Linked DNA regions of Hordeum vulgare: regions 1 and 2 are each linked to region 3. A link is a contact called in public Hi-C data. All regions are on one chromosome and are shown on one strand. The core of a region is the stretch at or near the end of the contact, and the rest is flanking DNA. Distances in the headings are between cores, read along the strand shown. Region 1 has its middle 33 kb from the start of LOC123410143. Region 2 holds the start of LOC123408416 (50S ribosomal protein L1). Region 3 has its middle 61 kb from the start of LOC123412467.

Region 1 (2,700 bases), core at 143-2,642, 700 kb after region 3:
CAGCCTCTACAACAGCAAAATGCCTAAAACATTCAGGACGCACACAGCCAAAAAGATTTAAAAAATGGTAAAAAAAGACTCGTTACAGTGATCAATCACCCGTAGTAGCAGCAATCTAATCATCCCCAAAAACAGCACGCGAACTATAGATGATGTTCTTCAAAAACAACGCCTTTAGAAAGGAAACATAGCCAGCGTATGTACGTGTTCTGTTGACGGGACGTACTCCAAGAAGCGATGTACAACGTGTGATCAGGGACCAAGGCCAACATTGGTTTTGGTTGGACTTTGTACTTCGAGAGGAGTCGATGGAGTGAGTCTTAAGCCACTTTTAATCAGATAGGTGCGCTTAGTATTGGTTTTCTTTTTGTTTCAGTTTTGATAATGTAGCAGAAGAAGGGAAGCTTCGAGCTGAACGTGGGCTGCGTCATCTTTTGTTTAGCCCCACTAGCAAAAAATCCCGTGCGTTGCAACGGAAGAGAAAATAACACACGCTTTGAACGTAATATATTTTTACATGGCATCGCATTTGTGTTGTCGAAGATGGCCTCAGTGCTCACACAACGAAAACGCGTTTGAATGTACAATCACTCGGAATAAGATGAGAAATATATTGTTTCTCCCCACGAGATTTTCCAAAGGTGTCCTTCTGTGGTTAACGATGTTTTCTTTCCTCTTAATTTGGTTTTAATTTAATGGATATTTATTGCAATTCGTATGGTCGTCGGAAAGAGAGAAAAAAGACCGTGCACTAAAGATTAAGTTTGCACAAAAAAATATATTTAAGAAGTATTCAACAGCTAAAAATAACATCCTATTTAGATTCTACACATTTTTTCAATCAAATTTCATATATAACATGTTAAAATCGGAGTTACGGTTTAAAAGATATGGATAATTTTGCTTTAGATAAAACATGGATTGATTAACTGAAAAGTCAGGGGTTTTTTTGTTAAAACAAAAAAACGTTTCGGCTGACTTAAATAGGGACGGCGTGTTGATTACCTGAAACATCAGGGAGTTTTTTGTAAAATGTAAAAAAAAACGGTTCAACTCTGACTAAAAGATGGACCGTAGGTTGATTATCTAAAACTGTGAGGACTTTTCTGCAAAACGACAGAAGACGGTTCGTTCTCACTTAATATTGGACTACGGGTTAATTAACTGAAACTGCGAGGGCTTTTCTGTAAAATGACCGACGACGGACGAGAGAAGCACTGCGCGCTTTATTATTAGGGGAGAGGTAAAGATAAAGATTTTGCAAACTGGAGCATGGAACGAACCTGTGTGTTGCGAGCCTGCCGCCTTTTTCTTCTTTCAATTTTTAATCAGTAAAAAAATTCAAAGCACACTTTTTGCTGGCATTTCATATTTAGCGCTGCTGCAGGCGTCCGTTATAGGGCATTTTCGCAACGGGCGCCTACAGCTGCTGCGAGCTGGGCCGGCCCATGTATGTCTTCTTCTCTTTTCTCTTTCTCGTTTCACGTTTAAAAATGTGCGTCCCAAGATATTCGAACTGTAGTGCTTCAAAACTTGCTTTTTTGTTTTTATTTGTACCTTCAATCGCGAGAATCCTTTTGTTCTGTGTAGCTTCCAGAAATTCCCAAGCCCGCTTTTCCTTGGTTCGCTGGTCATTTTCGGGACAGTTTTATTCAGGTTTTCTTATTTCTTCTTCCTTTTTTTAAAATTTGTTATTCTTTATCGGATGTGTACTTTTTTTCCAATGATGAAAATTTTTCAAAATTTTGTTCAAATTCTATGAACTGTTTTGAAATTCGTTGAACTTTTTTCACATTCGATGAAATTTCTCCAAAATCGATTAACTTTTTTCAAAACAGGTGAAATTTTTGTTCAAATGTGATAAACTATTTTCAAATTTGTTAAAAAAAATTCACATCCAATGAACTTTTTTCCAAAATCGGCGAAATTTTTTCAAACCCGACGAATTCTTGTCGAATTCAATGAACTTTTTTTCCAAAATTGGTGATTTTTTTCAAAACTAATGAACTTTTCTAAAATTTAAACGAACTTTTTTAAAAATTTGATTGACTTTATAAAAATTGGTTGATCTTTTTGAAAATTCATAAAATTTTCATTTTTTCCATTTTTATGACTTTTATTTTTATTTTTTGTTCTTTATTATTAAAGTTAATGGTTGACTAGTCAATTGGTCAACCGAGACAGTACAAAACAGCAGTCGCGTGAGCGAGTCGAATGATCAGTCGGAGCTAGTGGAGCGCTCGCCACATGAGCCGGCCCACTTGGCCCACTTGGCGTTCCAGCGGGTGTCAGTTGGCTTCCGTGATGCCGAATGCGCGGAATAGGAGCTCCCCTTTTTGCCCACCCTAAGTAATCTTTGAGGAGGCTTTTGAAGGAGCACTCCTCCACTAATTGCTCCTGGAGCTTTCTATTTGACGCTTCAGAGGCGTGTTACAGGTCATTTTGCAAACAGACATATGAAGTGCACGCCCTTTGTTGCAAGTTGGGCGCCCCATGTATCCTTTTTTGGGACTTTAACCCGTAAAATTAAAAACACGCCAGGAGATGGGTCGAACCCGAGATCTTCATGTACTAGGTAATCACCAGTAACAACCCGGGTCACTATGAATATTGTGTCTACTTCTCCGTGTTATTCATTTTCTCCTTTCTTTTCTATTTATTTTACTCCTTCCTTTTATTTTATTTTTCTTGTTTTTACCT
Region 2 (2,729 bases), core at 113-2,612, 560 kb before region 3:
TAAAGCTGTTGTGGAGAAAATAGTCTTCTTTGCATACAGGGTGTTGATGTTAACTAATGTGGCAAAATGAAACACAGTTCGGTATCTCTTCTTTCTTCTGTTAGCAGAACAAGATTTTAAACTACTTTTCTGTTGCTTATAGCAACATCAGTTAGCCAAACAGGATAATAGGTCAAATCAACTCAGGTAAAACAGAACTGTTATAACCAATCACGATGCCAAAAGCAGCATAAACAAAATGGATTTGCTAATTCTAATCTAGATGAGAATTAACAAAGTCGCATCTAACTCCTACACTATTCTATTAATAAAAAAAAATCCTCATGAATCTCCACATAAAATTCAATGGTGTGGAGTTATGTCTCATCTAGATGAGAGCTAGACACACCCTAAAAAAAATAGGGGCATTCTTCCTAGTATGCTAGAACCCACTGTCACAGAAAAAAAAAACATGCATCAAATTCGGCTTAATCCCATCCAGTCGCATTTCAGTTAAACTATGGTTGTTTCATCAACATTCCTTCCCATTGACTAAACAAACAAAAGCATGGTACTTCAAGTGAGCTACTCTTCTCATTGTGGAAATCGTAGTGCTACGAAACCATGTCCAAATTACACAAAGCTATGATACCCAATCGCAGCATAACGAGATTTTCTTTGAGATTTGAACTGCGATGAACCGAATCACGAGAAGTGCAGACCTTGATTTCGCGGAGTGCATCGACGAGATCAATGGCGACCTTCTGCGGCCGCTTCGCAACGGGTATCAGCGTTGGGTACGGCACCGTTTCCTCCTCCACCGGCACTCCGAAGATGGTCCTCCTCGTCCGCTCAGCATTCATCTCAATCCGCTCCGCTTCGCCGCGCAGATCCTGCTCATTCGCCACTTCCCCGGCCCCTTCTTCCGCTGGACGGTCTCCCGGAAGCGGCGCAACCCTGCTCGGGTACGACACCGGCGCGATCGCGGGCCCCGCGTCCTTGACGAACCGCACCTCTTCCCGCGTAAACTGCCGCGGCGGCTGCTGGTCAAATCTCCTGGGTGGCCGGTCCTGCCACTCGGAGCTAGCGCTCGGGGTCTCCCGCGAGGGGGCCTCCTCGGGTGGGGCCTTCGGCTTCGGGGCGTAGGAGACGGGCTTGATGGGCGGCGGTGGGGGGTTGCCGGAGTTGGAGGTGCAGAAGCGGAAGAGCGGGAGGAGGCGGTGGGGATGTGGATGGCAGCGCGAGTGGGAAAGGAGGAGGCGGAGGTGAGCCATCGTGAGGGCGTGGCGGCGGCCGGCGGCGAGGGGTGCGGCGTGGGGTTTAAGTGAGGAAGCGAAGGGAGATGGACTGAAATGGGAGGGTTTCCTCTGGACTGGGCTCGATCTGGTGCACACTGCTATGCACGAGCCGGCCCAGCTAGGACGTTTTAGTTAGGCCCAACTAGCACTGCTATATCACCGCGAGTTCGCGAAACCACTAATTAAGTAGTACTCCTTTCTAAAATCACTCGCACCGTCACTTATGACAACCTGATAGTTTTTCTTTTTTTGTAGATAAGAATTTTTAAAATGTTTTATCTATTAAATCGTGCGTCATGATCTTCACAACTAGATCATATCTTGATTTGTTTTGACGAACTTTTCTTTCACAAGAAAACCAAATGGAAAATTGGCTCTCTCGTGAAAGAAAACAAAACAGAAAACTCATTATTTTTCATTTCGAAGAGGCAATGCTGTGTCTCTCATCAAAGCACATCTATGCCTCTCACGAAAGCAAAATCGTTTTGAAGAGGCACGGTTGTGCCTCTCGTCAAGGTACATCTATGTCTCTCATGAAAGCAAAATCGTACCTCTCGCAAAAGAAAAAAGACAGAAAACTTTTTTTTCGTTTTCGAAAGGCACGGTCGTGCCTCTCGCGGAAGAAAAATTATGCCTCTCGCGGAAGCAAAACCGTGCCTCTCGAGAAAGGAAAACACACGTTTTTTTTTGTTTTCGAGAGGCACGACCGTGCCTCTCGCAGAAGCAAATCTGTGCCTCTTGTGCAAGAAAACCCGTGTTTTTCGGAAATAAAAAACGTGATTTTTCATGCAAAAGAATTTCTTTTTTTGAAAAAAAATCGACCAAAAACTAAGAAAGACTGGTGGAAAACCGAAACACCGAAAAACCCTAGAAAAAACACACCTAAAAAGCCGAAAACGCATGCGAAAAAATAATAAAATAATAAAATCTGAAGAGAAAGCTCAGAGTACGATATGTGGTGGTGGCTGAGAAAGTGCCAAGTGGTGGCACGTGGGAGTGGTTGTTGGGAGGTTTCCGAAGGAGCCCTCGCCAACTAGTTGCTCTCTTCGCTTCGATACGATTGCCTCAAAAACATCCAGTCCGGCATGAAATTCTCAAAAAAGAAAGTTCGGCACGTTCCTCTCTAGTTAGGGTTTTGTTTCTTCCTCTCGGCGGCGCCACTGTCATCGTTGAGACTCACATTCCCTACTCCCATTTTTCTTAGGAAGAAAGGATCCAGGCTGAACTAGGGCGATCTTGATCGCTACTGAGCCTTGGTCTCTTTCGTTTTAGGGAGCAGGGTGTCTAAGAGCATCTCTAGCAGACCCCGTATAAAGCCGACCCGCAAAAGTCTTTTACACTTCGCAGAAAAAACTGTTTTGTAGGCCCGCGCGGGCGCGGACAGAGTCAGACCCCGCAAAACGGACCCGTAAAAAGGATATTTGCAGAAGATGATCTTTTATGGGTCGGCTA
Region 3 (2,700 bases), core at 114-2,613:
TTCGAAACAATGTTTCAGAACATTTTAGAAATATTTATGGGTTTTTAAAAAATGTTCCGGAGTTTGAAAAAATGTTCTGGAATTCTGAAAAAATGTTCCAGAAATTGTTTCGAAATTCGAAAAAATGTTTCGGAATTTGAAAAAATAATATGGAATTCTGAAAAATGTTCCCGAATTTGAAAAAACGTTCCAGAATTTAAAAAACTGTTCCGGAGTTTGGAAAAATGTTCCGAAACGAAATAAATAAAATCTGAAAACCAAAAGAAATAGAAAAAACGGTTCGAGGAACCCATCTTTGACAAGTAATTTATGACAAATGGAACCTTCCAACTAAAGGCGGGGAAGTGGAATCAAATGATAACCAAGTCAATAGCTCCCGAACAATCCGATGAGCGATTCAAGATATGAGAGGCCATTTAGAACATTCCCAAAACGTGAAAAACCCAAGTATTAAAATCTAGAAAGTTCCCAAAACCGCAAAGCTAGAACATGTTAACGGGCCGGCCAGATCACCCTTGGACGCAGCTACAAGATACAGCTTAATGGTCTGGCTCGGGTTCGTTCGCCCTTGTGCGGCTCGCTGCTGTTGGACGTAGCAAGCGTCACATAGGAAGTCTCACTTCTTTGTTCGATAAGTTGACTCGTCCGTATGCTAAAACTAGTTGATCTATCAAACATGGATCGGTAGACTGGATTGACGTGAGCAGGGTCGGGCCGGCAAAATCAGGGGCCCTCTGTGAAACTAAAAATTGGGGCTCTATCTCACAAAAAAACTAATGAGTAATTACAAAAAAAACCCAACTCCTGGTAAATATATATCTCGTAAGAAAAAATTATAACATATGTAATATAATGTCTTGCATAACTATTGGACAAATAAAAAAGTCTTACTCAACTTCCGGTTGCTATTTATTTGAACATCCTCATTCTTCTAGTATTCTCTGAAATGAAGCTTTCAATGATATCCTCGTAATCAATCTTCTCCAACACTTCACTCTCAAGTGCTATTTGTGGCCAAATCATTGAGTCTTTGTTGTATCATAGTACTACGTATATAGGACTTTAATAGTTTTAATTTAGAAAAAACTTCTTTCTTCGATGCCACTGTCACACGAATGGTCATCAAAACTCTATATGCAATACATGCATATGGAAAACAATCATGCCGCTTTAGAAAATTCAGAATTTCAATGGGTCCGTTATTTTATTTTGATATGAAATTTTGAAGAAACTTCAACTCAACAAATATATCAACTCAGCAATGATGGCCTTAGCGGGAGCAGCGATCGATGGATCACTATCGCGCCCGACGGCCCGAGACCCTCGCTGGCTTGCTCCAGCGGGAGCAACTCCCAGCGGCCCACTAGTCCAGTAGTCCATAGTTTTTTTTTCTAATACAAGGCCTAGCTAATTTTTTTACCCCCCGTCCTAGAATTTTGAGCCCTGTGGGCCGCACAATTTGCACCACTCTCGGCCTGGCCTGGACGTGACTATTCACCAGTTCGTGAAAATAAAAATAATATCAAAATTTGAAAATGTTCAAGAATTGGAAAAAAAGTTTGCAATTTTGGAAAGTCCAGAAACATGAAAAAGTTTATCAATTTTGAAAAAAACTTCCCCCATATAAAAAATCAGAAAATAAAAAACAATTCAGAAACATAATGAAACTTGGAAAAAGTTTATTGAATTTTGAGGAACTTTCATCGCATTTGTAAAAATTTCCACCAAGTTTGAAAAAATCACTGAATTTGAAAAATAATACACTCACTTTGAATATTTTAACCGATTTAGAGAAAAATCAGAGAATTTAAATAAAATTCACCAATTTTGAAGAAATAAATCTACGTATATGAAAAAATTCATCGATATGAAAAAATAATTTCATGCATTTAAGAAAAGAAAATTAAACATGAAACAATGAGTTTTCCTGTGTTGTATAAAAAAAATTAAGCACATGGTCGGTTTGCCGGTAGCAACTAGTTAGCGAGCGCTCTTTCGAGAGCCTGTTAGCGATCGCTCCTGCGCGTCGCCACTTGGCGCATCCTCAGCCACCACCACGTGTCGCATTTTAAGCGTTTCCTTCATATTCTGTTTTTTTTATTTTTTTCACACGTGTTTTCAGCTTTTTATAGTGATTTTTTTCGGGTTTTTTTCACAGGCCGTGCCTCTCAGAAATAGAAAAAACGCGTTTTTTGCTCTCTTTTTTCCTGTGAGAGGTACGGTTTTACTTCCACGAGAGACACGGTTTTGCTATCGCGAGAGGCACGACCGTGCCTCCCGGAAAGGAAAAAAAAACGTGTTTTCTGCTTCTTCTTTTCTGTGAAAGGCACGGTTTTACTATCGTGAGAAAAAAACGAGTTTTCTGCTCTCTTTTTTTCCGTGAGAGGCATGATTTTGCTTCCGCGAGAGACACGGGTTTTTGCTATCGCGAGAGGCACGACCATGCCTCTCGGAAAGGGGAAAAACGCGTTGTTCGCTCTCTTTTTTCGCGAGAGGCACGATTTTGCTATCACGAGAGGCACGGCCGTGCCTCTCTAAAAGGGAAAAAAAATGTGTTTTTTGCCCTCTCTTTTTTCCACGAGAGACACGGTTTTGCTTTCACGAGAGGCATGATTTTTCTATCGCAAGAGGCACGGCTATGCCTCTCGGAAAGGAAAAAAAAGGCGTGTTCTGCTTTTTTTTTTCTGTGAGATGCACGGT

Evidence for each region. Hi-C and Micro-C count contacts between places; a contact is called where the count stands out from the background.
Region 1: a Hi-C map of leaf shows a contact between it and region 3, with 3 times the contacts expected there. The contact joins two enhancer-like sites. A contact is called at or near these places in 3 of 6 Hi-C or Micro-C datasets (leaf and seedling).
Region 2: a Hi-C map of seedling shows a contact between it and region 3, with 2.4 times the contacts expected there. The contact joins the promoter of LOC123408416 here to the enhancer-like site in region 3. A contact is called at or near these places in 1 of 6 Hi-C or Micro-C datasets (seedling) and 1 of 1 datasets of contacts at active chromatin or transcription factors (embryo).

Annotation. Positions count from the first base shown.
Region 1 is chr7H:523,577,104-523,579,803 of MorexV3_pseudomolecules_assembly, forward strand. No RefSeq gene overlaps it. Among protein-coding and RNA genes, the nearest start is that of LOC123410143, 33 kb to the right of the region's middle. Within about 2 kb of position 1,393, at least 2 of the 3 cell types and tissues checked have open chromatin away from gene starts, as enhancers often do. A contact at or near this core is called in leaf, where this site is marked.
Region 2 is chr7H:522,320,483-522,323,211 of MorexV3_pseudomolecules_assembly, forward strand. It overlaps LOC123408416 (50S ribosomal protein L1), which reads right to left and starts at 1,363. Exons shown (of 10, transcript XM_045101530.1): 1 at 702-1,363. The coding sequence starts at 1,253.
Region 3 is chr7H:522,878,153-522,880,852 of MorexV3_pseudomolecules_assembly, forward strand. No RefSeq gene overlaps it. Among protein-coding and RNA genes, the nearest start is that of LOC123412467, 61 kb to the left of the region's middle. Within about 2 kb of position 1,364, at least 2 of the 3 cell types and tissues checked have open chromatin away from gene starts, as enhancers often do. A contact at or near this core is called in leaf and seedling, where this site is marked.